Regions from separate parts of the Callithrix jacchus genome. Here region 1 is linked to region 2. A link is a contact called in public Hi-C data. All regions are on one chromosome and are shown on one strand. The core of a region is the stretch at or near the end of the contact, and the rest is flanking DNA. Distances in the headings are between cores, read along the strand shown.

Region 1 (5,879 bases), core at 2,691-5,190, 300 kb before region 2:
TTTTGGAAATATGAGTCTCCCTCGGTCACCCAGGCTGGAATGCAGTGGCATGATCTCGGCTCACTGCAACCTCTGCCTCCTGGGTTCAAGAGATCCTGGGGCCTGAACCTCCCCTGAGCTGGGATTACAGGCATGTATCACCACACCTGGCTATTTTTTGTGTTTTTAGTAGCAACAAGATTTTGCTATGTTGACCGCCTGGCCTGGTCTTGAACTCCTGGCCTCAAGTAATCCACCTGCCTCAGCCCCTGAGAGTGCTGGGATTACAGGCCTGAGTCACCGTGCCCAGACTAAAAACATTTTTTTAAAAAATATTAACTGAAATTTTAAAACTAAAGTTTGCAGTTCGCTCCAATGTATCTCAAAGTCAAACTGGCAGGTACAGATTTATATAAAGCTAGTAGATATACCTAACCTGGAAGGCTCATATTCTTATGCCATATTTTATCATTTGACTACTAAAAAAAGAAACTGAATTAAAATAATCCATCTCAGCATGCTTTTCCAATACAATAGTATTAACACAATGCAAGCATCAGAATGTCTAATAAAGTTAACAAGCCAAGGCCTATAATAAATGGGCACAAATTAACCCATTATTATAGGCCAGTGATGTCTCAAAGAGTAGAGGAGTGCCTACTGGGCTTTCAGTTCCTTCAGTCTTCTGATGACGACCTTACCGTGACAGCGGAAATGGTATGTAGATCCAGGCATCACCAGCCACTGTTTTCCTGAAGGAACCACAGTGCCAGAAACTCACAGCTCATCTCTTCATCTTGGTTTTGCCACAGAAAGAGCAAATGTACTTGGTGTGCTGGCTGATTTCAATTTTCTTCACCATCTTTCAGAGGAAGGCCCCATAGCAGGTACCATATTTACCGATGATTCTGACTTTCTTGGTGCGTTTGGCCATGTCACTGCGAACTAGGTCCCAGCCCAGAGAGCTATGTTTTCTGTTTTTGTTTTTGTTTTAAGTAGAGAGGAGGTATCGCTGTTGCCCAGCTGGTCTTGAATTCCTGAGCCCAAGCAATCCTCCTGCCTCAGCTTCCCAAAGTGCTGGGATTACAGGCGTGAGCCACCATGCCCAGCCTTATTTCTAATGTTTAAAGCATTAAGAAGAAACAGTTTGTCACAACATAATAGAACTGTCTAACAGCCAGAACTGCCCAAAGATGGACTACTCCCCGTGGAGGTATGAATATGCCAACTCTGAGGTGTCCAAGAATAGCAGGGATGCTATTCAGCCTTCTTAAACCTTAGGAAGGTAACCAAACTAGTGTTAGTCTTTTCTAACCCTGCATTTCTAAATTCTGAAAGTTGAATTGCAAACTGCTTGGAGGAGAGCTCCATGTCATACCTTATATGCTGGGGCTGCTGTGAAAGGCACCTTTCAGAGCTCTGATTGCGGGGAGACTAACTGACTAACAGTCCTAAGGTAAATCCTTCACCCTGTTTGTCCCAAGACACACTTCCTATGGGCTGGGTCTCAGCCAATGACTGAGCATGGCTGAGATACTAAGGCAGGCCTGTTCCTGGGAGATGTGGACTCTGACAGATACTTTTTGTGGCCTTGCTGAAATGTTATAGAACTGCACTGCAATCTAAGACTCTTCCTTCCTTCACCTCCTCACCTGGTGCCAGACCTACATCTCAGTCTGATGGTTCTTGAGACGCCCTTAGCTCCTTCTCCATTTTCCCTCACAATCATTTCCCCTAATACATCTCTTGCATGAGCAATCCCATATTGATGTCTGCTTCTCAAAGGACCCACACATGCATTATCTTGTGGTGAAAAGTCATACATTTTGGTTGAGGGTTAATGCCTATGTCAGAATGAGGAACTTTTTAAACACTGGGAAGTCAGGGACCCACAGAGACCTACTGTAATAGAATCAATGGAGATGGACTCTTGGAATTTCTGTATTGCAAATCTTCCCGATGTGATTTACATGCAGGCAGCCCTGCATCAGGCAAAACTCTTCAGTCCCTAGCAGAGTAAATACTGAAAAGTGGGTGTATGGTAAATAGACCTTGAAAGACAAAATCCAGCCAGGCACAGTGGCTCACACTTGTAATCCTAGCACTTTGGGAGGCCAAGGCTAGGGAATCACCTGAGGTCAGGAGTTCAAGACTAGCCTGGCCAACATAGTGAAACCCCATCTCTACTAAAAATACAAAAATTAGACTGGTATGGTGGTGCACACTTGTAATTCAAGCTACTCGGGAGGCTGAGACAGGAGAATTGCTTGAACCCGGAAGGCAGAGGTTGCAGTAAGCTGAGATCATGTTACTGTACTCCAGCCTGGGCAACAAAGTGAGACTCCATCTCAGAAAAGAAAAAAAAAAAAATCAAAAAAATGTTGAAAAGCTTGATAAGTTTGTGTTATTTTAGAATAAAGAAGGCGAATTGGCAGAGTTACTGTTTTTCTCTATTACCTCAACATCCTTCATTTTCTCTTTCATATCGAACATTTTCTAAATTTTATCTTGTTCTACAGATGGCGAAGTATGTGTTTTAACATTAGCCTGAGGCAGAGAGAGAGATTAGCAGAAAGTACCAGATTTTGCCAACCAGGCCTAGAAAACAGCATCTTCAGCATCATCCTGACATCCAGCACCGCTGACTCAGTCTTGAAGCTTTCTTTGCTTTGCCCCTTTCCAAAGTAATCTTGGAAATTACAAATGGCTGGCAGTTTGCTCGTGTGTTTAAAAGCACTGCCTCAGGGATTTTTATTTTGAAAATTAAAAGACATTTTCAAAAATTTTGGATAGTTAACATTTTCATTCTGACTTCCTTTTCTTATTTGAAGACAGCCATGGTAGCTGTCACTAGACAAAAATAACTTAACAGCTTGGGAATTACCAAGGAGGTATTTAAGAGTGTCTTTTGGCCGGGCGCGGTGGCTCAAGCCTGTAATCCCAGCACTTTGGGAGGCCGAGGCGGGTGGATCACGAGGTCAAGAGATCGAGACCATCCTGGTCAACATGGTGAAACCCCGTCTCTACTAAACATACAAAAAAAAATTAGCTGGGCATGGTGGCGCATGCCTGTAGTTCCAGCTACTCGGGAGGCTGAGGCAGGAGAATTGCCTGAACCCAGGAGGCGGAGGTTGCGGTGAGCCGAGACAACACCATTGCACTCCAGTCTGGGTAACAAGAGCGAAACTCTGTCTCAAAAAAAAAAAAAAAAAGTGTCTTTTTGTTTATTTATTTATTTATTTTTGAGACAGTATTCGATGGCCAGGTTAGGAAAAAGACAATCTACAGAACATGGAGTCTTCCCTCCACATCCTGCCCAACGTCTCTCCTTGGGTCTAACATTTAATTTCCTCTTTCTTTTCTAGATTTCTTTCAAAATATGTTCATGTAGACGAAGAAGAGCTTTTCTGAACATTTCAGCACCACCGCCACCGCCCCACTCCACCCCAAGTGCTGCTTTTCTGAATACGCATCATCATAGTATGTGCAGATTTTGCCTGCAATTCCTTGAAATAATTGTGTCATGCTAAGATCTTTCTAAAATGTTCAAAGTTCTATTTGTAATTCTGAGGGAGTGAAAAGTAATCAATTCCATGGCTGAACTTGGTGTTGGTATTTTGGTCTTAACAAATTATCAGCTTGATCAGGTGGTAGTCTTCCTGCTTTTCTATTCTGGTTTTTCTACCTTTATTTTTCTATCTCTGATAACATCTGGTTTCTTGGACAATGATTTAATTTTTGCCTACTTCTATTTCTCCCAGTAGTTTATGCACTCAGACTTTGGAACCCACACGTGGTTCTGTAATCCAGAAGTTGTTCCCTTGAGTCTCATTTTCCTCTTGTGTTAGAATTGAAAGGGAAAGATCAGGAGAAGAAAATCAGATTTAGAAAAGATTAGGCATGAATAGGGAAATATTTCTGATATTTATCCAAACGTTTTGAAATTTTGGGTTAATATGAGTCTTCAGAAGTATTGCAAGGCTATCTGGCTCTGTACTATCCAACCAGCTTGAGAGAGTAAGATGCTTTTTGGTGATGTTTTGAAAAAGCCTGGCTTTAAGAATGGCCTTCAGCCAGTCTTGCCAGAAGCCTCACTACCAGCCCTCACATCCTAAAGGTCCCATCAGTTCTGCACAAATGGCATGTGCTGCTCCCAGCCATCCTTTACCCTTGCTTGAGCTCTAGGTACAGTAAAGAGGACCCAGAAGCCTACATTTAGTCACTTGTGTAACTTAAAACTATGTTTAAAGTTTGTCAATGTTGTTATTTTTTGTTCAAAAAATTATTGTTTTCAATTTGCCCTTAAAAATTAGATGCTGACTCCTGTGCACAGTAGGACCACTCTAGGGATGTTGATAGGTGTGTAAAGGTACCTTATTTGAGACCATGATAGAATAACTGCAAGGCTCTGGAGCCTAATATGAAAGCTTCTCCATCCCAAAGCTCCCCATGCAAATACAGAGGCATCAGAGCCTAGAAACTATCCACTACCGTGAAGATTCATTCATTAGAGTAGGTGCCTATCAGGTATCTGATCAGTAGGGATTAGACTTGATATCTTTTTCTTTATTCCCTAACCCTATCATGTCTTGAAATGTTCACGTATGTATATTTATGTACACAAACCTTTATGTATTGTATGTATATACATATATATAGTTTTTGTTTTATTTTTTGAGACAGAATCTTACTCTATTACCCAGCTAAAGTGCAGTGGTGTGATCTCAGCTCACTGCAACCTCCGCCTCCTGGGTCTAAGTGATTCTCCTGCCTCAGCCTCCCCAGTAGCTGGGATTACAGGTACCTGCCAATGTTATATTTTTAGTAGAGATGGGGTTTCACCATGTTGAACAGGCTGGACTCGAATTTGTGACCTCAAGCGATCCACCAGCCTGGGCCTCCCAAGGTGCTGAGATTACAGGCATGAGCTACCGCTCCCAGTCTATTTAATTATTTAATATCTAATAATTAAAAAAATATTTTTAATGTATAGCCAGCTTCTCACTTCCGGTAGCTTTTTGGCACCTATGCTTTTATTTAAGCTCGATAACTTTTCTCACAGTTTATTTGATTATTCAGGTCAAAAATATTTAGGGTGCCTTTTGCACAAAGGGTAAGATAAACTGTAAGTGGCCAGGACTCCCTCTGCATCCTTCATTCTAGAAAGCAGGGCATTTTTAAGCTTGCGCTCTTCTTGGCTCATTCTGCAATGTAATCTTCAGCATGAGCTCACCATGGAGACCAGAATTTTGAAAGCCCTTGATCTTAACCTGCAAGAAAAGATGGTTACTTTTGAGGTGTGTCCCTCTGAATTTTACATAATCATGTAAATGGTTTTCAAAACAATTACTAGGCTAGGCATGGTGGTTCATACCTATAATCCTAGCATTTTGGGAGGCTGAGGTGGGAGAGTCCCTGAGGCCAGGAATTTGAGACTAGTCTGGGCAATATAGCAAGACTCATCTCTACAAATAAAATAAAATAAAATAAAATAATTATCTGGCATGGTGGTGTGAGCCTACAGTCCTGGCTTCTCTGGATGCTGAGGAGAATGGATCCCTTGAGCCCAGGAGTTTGAGGCTGCAATGAGCTAAGATCACTGCATGCAACTGGGTGACACAGGAAGAGCCTGTCTTTAAAAACAAGCAGCAAACAAGAACAAACAGAAATAATGAGTATATTTCAATAAAGGATTAACATCCTATAAAACAGGGCTAGCCAGCAGAAAATGGCTAGGAGCAACATGGACAACATGTTTGAGAACTACATCTACAACCTGAGGCGGCAGCTGGAGACTCTGGGCCAGGAGAAGCTGAAGCTGGAGGCGGAGCTTGGCAACATGCAGGGGCTGGTGGAGGACTTCAAGAACAAGTATGAGGAAGAGATCAATAAGCGTACAG
Region 2 (6,488 bases), core at 236-2,735:
TTAAAGATCATATTAGGCTTTAAAGACTAGATCTTGCTTTTGGGGTCCTGACTAGGGACTGGGGTTCTTTTTGGGAGCGAGGGACTGTCATCTTCTAATGTGATTAGCATCAAGATTTCCCTTCAGGTGAATTTGAAAATAAACTGATCAAACCTGTTTTGCCCAATTTAGGCTTCTTTTGAGATAGAAATAGAAACAACAACAACAAAAAACCCAAAACACAACAACCACGAAGACCAAAATAGAACAGGAGTTTATATCGGAAGGAGATTAAGAGATTTCTGGCAATCACTGCAGAGAACCAGGACACACATGCCCAGTTAGACAGAGCGAGAACAGGGCACACAGATCACAAAGAGAAGCTCACACCACTGGAGATGAAGAATAGGATGTTGTGGAGAAGAGATCACACACTGGAATTCTCCCAGGAGAGTAGCTTTATTTATGGAGGACCAAAGTTTTTCTAATTAGGTCCCAGACCCTTCCCAGTATCCTACAAATCAAGAAAATAATGCACATGGAAAAGAAAAGAGTTAAGGTTGTGGATGGTTTTATTTGCAGTATAGGAGCATTTGAGTTTCTTTGAATTCCCCAAGTCAGTTCAGGGTGAAGTTAATGTCTCTTTTAGGGAATAGCAGTATAAATACCAAGGAGAACCCTCTCATTGAAGGATAAAAACATTAAGAAAATGCAGCCTTTGTGAACGTCCCTGCTAGGTCTGGTTGGGCTCTGGTGCTTCCATTAATGTCAAGATAACAACATTAAGTTCATTCATTAGTTCAACAAATATTTACTGAGTATCTATCATGTGCTAGGCATTGTGCTGAATGCTAGAGACATAGATTGAAATGAAGCAGACAGGGTCCTTGACCTCTTGGTACTTAGATCCTGAAGGTAAACACAGACAATAAACAGGTAAATAAAAAAGCAATTAATAATATAATTTCAGTTAGTGATAAGGAATGGGAAGAAAACAAACACAAGAGTTCTGGGTAGAGAATGCCTTGGGGTGGAGTGCAGATTGGTAGAGTTTTACTGGTGATGAAAAAAGGCTTTTCTGAGAAGATAACCTTTGTACTCAGATAAGAAGGAGCCAGCCATATACAGATCTGGGGAGGGAAGTTATCAGGCTTACAAAGCTGCAACTGCCAAGACTGTTGGAAGTTTGAAAAATGAAAAGAGTCCATGTGGCTGGAGCTTAGTGCGAAGGAGGAGAAGAGTAGAAAATATGTTTGGAGAAATACTCAGGGAATAGACCAAGCAGGGGCTTGAGGGCCAATGATAAGGGTTTGAAGTTTGTCCTAAGTGAAATAGAAAGCCCTTGGAGGGTTCGAGTAAAAGAGTGTTGTGGTCTAGACTAAAAGAACACACTGAAGAGAATGAGAAGAATGGATTGAAGGGCATGAAGAGTGGATACAGAGATGGGTTAGGAAGCTATTACAGTAGTGGTCTCGACAAAGACAAAATGGGGCTCAGGCTAAAGGCACTGCAATTTAGAATCTGAGCTGGAGGAAAACTTAGTTTTCAACATAGGTTGCATAAAGCCCTAGGTTTTGGAGAAAGTGCATCAGGACTGGCCAAGGCAGCAGAGATCTGAGTAGGTGGAGCCACTGACTTGCACTTGGGGTTGCCTCAGGGTCAGAGCTAATCAGGGGATCTGATAACTGGGGGCTACAAGTGAGGGGGATTGCAGTGCTTTCAGAGGTGTGCTGGTAAATGTTTAACAGCAGGCACTAGTGGGAGGGAGAAGGCTGGATTTGTGGTATTTGCCAATTAAACACTGCAAATGATCCCACAGTTGTTGATTTCAAGCTGCCAAGGTGATGCAAAGTGGGGAAGGGGTACATAAAATTGGCCCTTTAGAGCCTGTTCTACTGACCCCAGCCCACCACTGAGCACCTTCCTCACATCTATTGCTGGCTTTGGCTAGTACACTACACTTTGCAAACTGGGCTGCTGAAGCCTTAGTAAAGAGTGGAGTGGAACCAGGCTCGGTTGTCACACTCTCCTCTACAGTTACAGGGCATGTGGAGAGCTGGACCTTCCTCCTTATAACTAGATAGCTCCCTGCTGTTCTTTCTGGAGTGGGTATGGATAGGACCTTTCTAAAACAGCCCCTGCTGCCTCTATCTGTGCCCACAGTTCTACCATTAGTAAATACTTCTTTCCTTTTTTTCTGAAGTTCTTTAAGAAATTTAGAGTTCATGGTTTGGGTGCAGCAAGTTCCCAGCATTTTTATGTGGGCCCGTTTGGCAGACTGGAGAGAGAGACCTTGAGCTGGACAGGTATAGGTAGGAGCTAAGGCACTCAGATAGTCTGGGATCAGTGTGATCATTCCTCACAATCTGCTCATTTAGTGAGGCCCCCCCCAAAAAATAGGGGAGGGGGCCTATTAGATTCTTCTTCTCCTGAAGTCCTTGGGTAAAGCCTATGGTTAAAAGACTGTCTTTCCTAGTGAATGAGCCTAGAAAATTGACTTAGACAAAGGGAGGTCCAGGATAGTTCTAAAAGACTCTCTTCTACCTTCCTTACATCATAACCCAAATCAACTCCAAATGGCATTAAATTTTATAGGCAAAACCTTAAACATTTTATCTATTTTTTTTTTGAGACGGAGTTTCGCTCTTATTACCCAGGCTGTGGAGTGCAATGGCGTGATCTCGGCTCACCGCAACCTCCGCCTCCTGGGTTCAGGCAATTCTCCTGCCTCAGCCTCCTGAGTAGCTGCGATTACAGGCATGCGCCACCATGCCCAGCTATTTTTTTTGTATTTTTAGTAGAGACAAGGTTTCACCATGTTGACCAGGATGGTCTCGATCTCTTGACCTTGTGATCTACCTGACTCGGCCTCCCAAAGTGCTGGGATTACAGGCTTGAGCCACCGCACCCAGCAACATTTTAGAAGAAAATATAGACTATTCGTATGATCCAGAGGTAGGAAATGATTTATTAAATGAGGCTCATAAAGTACTTAACACAAAATAGATAAATTCAACCACATTAAAATTAAAATTATGTTCATCAAAAGGCAGCATGAAAAAAAGACTAGCCTCAAATTCCTCAAATTGGGAGAAGATATTTGTGATATAATTAATTAATTGTGATTAATATACAACATATTTTTTAAAAACCCTGAAATCTGAAAATCAAACACCGCATGTTCTCACTCATAGGTGGTGTTGAACGATGAGAACACATGGACACAGGGAGGGAAGCACTACATACTGGGGTCTGTCAGGGGGGAATTAGGGGAGGGACAGCAGGGGGTGGGGAGTTGGGGAGAGATAGCATGGGGGGAAATGCCAGATATAGGTGATGGGGAGGAAGGCAGCAAATCACATTGCCATGTGTGTACCTATGCAACAATCTTGCATGTCCTCCACATGTACCCCCAAACCTAAAATGCAATAAAAAATAAAATAAAATAAAAAACCCTGAAATCTACATGAACAATGCAAACAAACATGGTTAAAAGAGAAATGGGAAAATTACATGAACAAGGAATTCACTGAAGAGGAAACATAAATAGCCAACAGTCATATGAAAGATACTCATCTCATTAGTAGAAGATACTATATTCCACCCATTTTATTCCAACTAGATTGGCCATTTTTTTTTTAATTCTAACGGTACCAAGTGTTGGATAAAATATAGAGTGATGAGACTTACATACTTCTGGTTGTAGAACTGCTGGTGCAGAAATTGGTATAGTCACTTTGGCAAGCAATGTGATACTATTTTGTAAATTTGAAGTTAGATACACTTATAACCCAGAAATTTCAACCCATGTGTATCCTCCAGAGCAGGGTTTCTCAAACTCAGCTCTGCTGACATTTTGATCTGGATCATTCTTTGTTGCGCAGGGCTGTTCTGTGCTGGTTAACAGCATCCTTGGCCACTAGCTTCTAGCCAGTAGAAGGCCTCTGTCCCCATTTCTCTGCAGGGATTCCTCTGGTTGTGACGACCAAAAATTTGTCTAGATATTTTCAAGTGTCTCTGGAGAGGGAAATTGCTCTGATGAAGAACCACTGCTCTAGAGAAACTGTTTCACATGGGTGCCAGGAAATATTTAAATAACTTCATAGCAAAATTCTTTTTTTTTTCCATAGCAAAATTCTTAACAACTAAAAACCTCTGGAAACCACTCACATATTGATCAACAGTAGAATGAATACATAAATTGTGGAATATTTACACAATGAAATACTATACAGTAGTACAGATGAATAAGCTAATGAGCTACAACTTTGGAAATCTTTGAAATATAATTTTAAGTGAAAAATCAAACTACAAAAGAATGCAATCTGCATGATTCCATTTGTATAACATCTAAAAATAAGTGCAACAACAAAAAAATGGAATGTCTAAAGATACATACACGTGTAATAAAGCTTGAAAGAGAAACTAAGGGAATGCAGAGAGCAAAATTTAAGATAGTGGATACCTCTTGGCAGGGAGGTGTGGGGTAGGGTCAGGGAAGCGCACTTGTGTATTTTCTATTTTTTTTAAATTAAGGGGTGGATTATTTAGTGTTTATTTTTATGCGTTATTTCTTTGTGTGCTACATACATTCTTTTATATGTAATAACAATTTTATAAGAAAAAAGTTGAAAAGGGAGAAGGAATTACAAAATATGTGTAGCAAGAGAAACAAATTGGTCCAAAGAGTGCCAGAACTACTTAGCTGAGGTGGGAGAACCACCCGTGGTTTTGAGAACAGAAAACACAGGAGTGTTCCTTGTCTGTCAACCCTGTACCCTGAACTGAGTGGCCTCAGGGTTACAATGTTTGAAAATTCGCCCCTTGCCCTTAGGGTCTTAGTTTCCGCAATCTGAAATAAAAATAGTGGGTCTTGGGTTAGAAGTCAGGGTTAGTAAATACATGTATATCCTATTGAATTTTACGCTCCTGGCAGATATGAATAATTCATTGCAACATACATTCTTTCTGGGAAGAGGCCTCCCAATTGATTTCAACATAGAACTTCAGGTAATTGATCACATGTAGCAAAAGAAAATAAGTCTCTATTCCTAAAACTTGATCTCTGAAGACCCTTAAAGATTTTTCCCTTCTCATCTGTCAATTTTCTACATAGACACCCTAATTATTTTGGGAATTCTTTAAATGAAGGGACTATGTCTCATTTCCATTGTACCAGCCATTTCCATTTCTCAAGGCCAATGGACAATAAAGTTTCAGTAAAAACTGGCTATCTGGAAAGTACTTTCTCTTCCACCTTTTGTACCATTCACATCCCAGATCAAGAATGAAGCAAATCTGCCGGAGCCCATTAAATGGTTCCTGCCATTTGTGCTAACCCCATTCAGTATGCTAGGGCCATATTAAAAAGGCCCAGTCTTGGTTTCTGCTGGAGGTTTGTGAAAAGGACAAGAGAGCTTGGAGAAGCCATGTACAGGAGTGAGGAGAAGAGATGGGCTCAAAATCTGTTAAGAGTGCCTCTCTTAAAAAGTTGCAAGAGGATGTGGCATGAAGGGCTCTTTAAGGATAATATGGAGAAATAAAGGCAGTAGAAATGGCATCAGGCAGATTAAACGCACTTCTCTCTCTATCGTCTCTCCAGGCTGCTCCTCCTCACCTATTAACTGTCAAAGGAAGGAGGTGATTTCTTTGATTCTTTGACTCCAATTCAATGGACTGAAATTGAACTTATATGCAAGACAGCTAAAACCTGGAAGGACATTTAACAAACAAGTACTGCACGCCCTCCAGTGGCAGAAAACCAATAAGTCAAGTGGTAATTAACTCAAATTTTTGCCTCAACTAATTTTTGGAAGTATTATAATTTTTTTCTTTTGCTGTCAACTGGATATTGAGGATTCTATACAGACTTTTAAAAATGCTTAATTGCTTCACAGGAGTGTTATAGAATTTTATCAATTCACAAAATGTCAGAGCTGAAATTAATCAAAAATAATTTATCCAATTTTTCTTATACCTAAGAAGAAACTAAAGTTCAGAGAGGTATAGGAAGAGGGCTGATACTATGGCCTCTGTCTTTTGGCTGAAATTCAGCGTTTGCTTCGTTCTCTTTATTTATTTTATTTTATTTTTTTTGAGACAGAGTCTCGCTCTGTTGCCCAGGCTGGAGTGCAATGCCATGATCTCCACTCACTGCAACCTCTGCTTCCCAAGTTTACGTGATTCTCCTACCTCAGCCTCCCAAGTAGCTGGGACTACAGACAGGTGCCATCACAGCCGGCTAATTCTTGTATTTTTTTTTTTTTTTTTTTTTAGTAGATCCGGGGTTTTGCCATGCTGGCCAGGCTGATCTAGAATTTCTGACCTCAAGTGATCCACCCGCTTCGGCCTCCCAAAGTGCTGGGATTACAGGTGTGAGCCACAGTGCCCAGCCTGTTTTTGAGCATTCCCAATGAGCATGGCACCATGTTGGCTCTTACTGGGGGAATAACGATAACAGTAGCCAATTACTGAGTCTTACTCTGTGCTGGGTACTATTCTAAGGTCTT

The links. A called contact is a pair of places that touch in the nucleus more often than the background predicts.
Region 1: a contact with region 2 is called in a Hi-C map of induced pluripotent stem cells, with 6 times the contacts expected there. The contact joins the promoter of LOC118145472 here to the enhancer-like site in region 2. A contact is called at or near these places in 2 of 3 Hi-C or Micro-C datasets (induced pluripotent stem cells and skeletal muscle).

The regions. Positions count from the first base shown.
Region 1 is chr10:92,852,117-92,857,995 of calJac240_pri, reverse strand. LOC118145472 (keratin, type II cytoskeletal 8) reads left to right here and starts at 3,940. Exons shown (of 1, transcript XM_035262275.3): 1 at 3,940-5,879. The coding sequence starts at 5,708. It also overlaps the pseudogene LOC108591034.
Region 2 is chr10:92,553,223-92,559,710 of calJac240_pri, reverse strand. The region is part of intron 2 of LOC103796259 (a long non-coding RNA gene); the gene reads left to right. Among named protein-coding and RNA genes, the nearest start is that of BBOX1, 150 kb to the right of the region's middle. Within about 2 kb of position 1,485, at least 5 of the 16 cell types and tissues checked have an H3K27ac peak or open chromatin away from gene starts, as enhancers often do.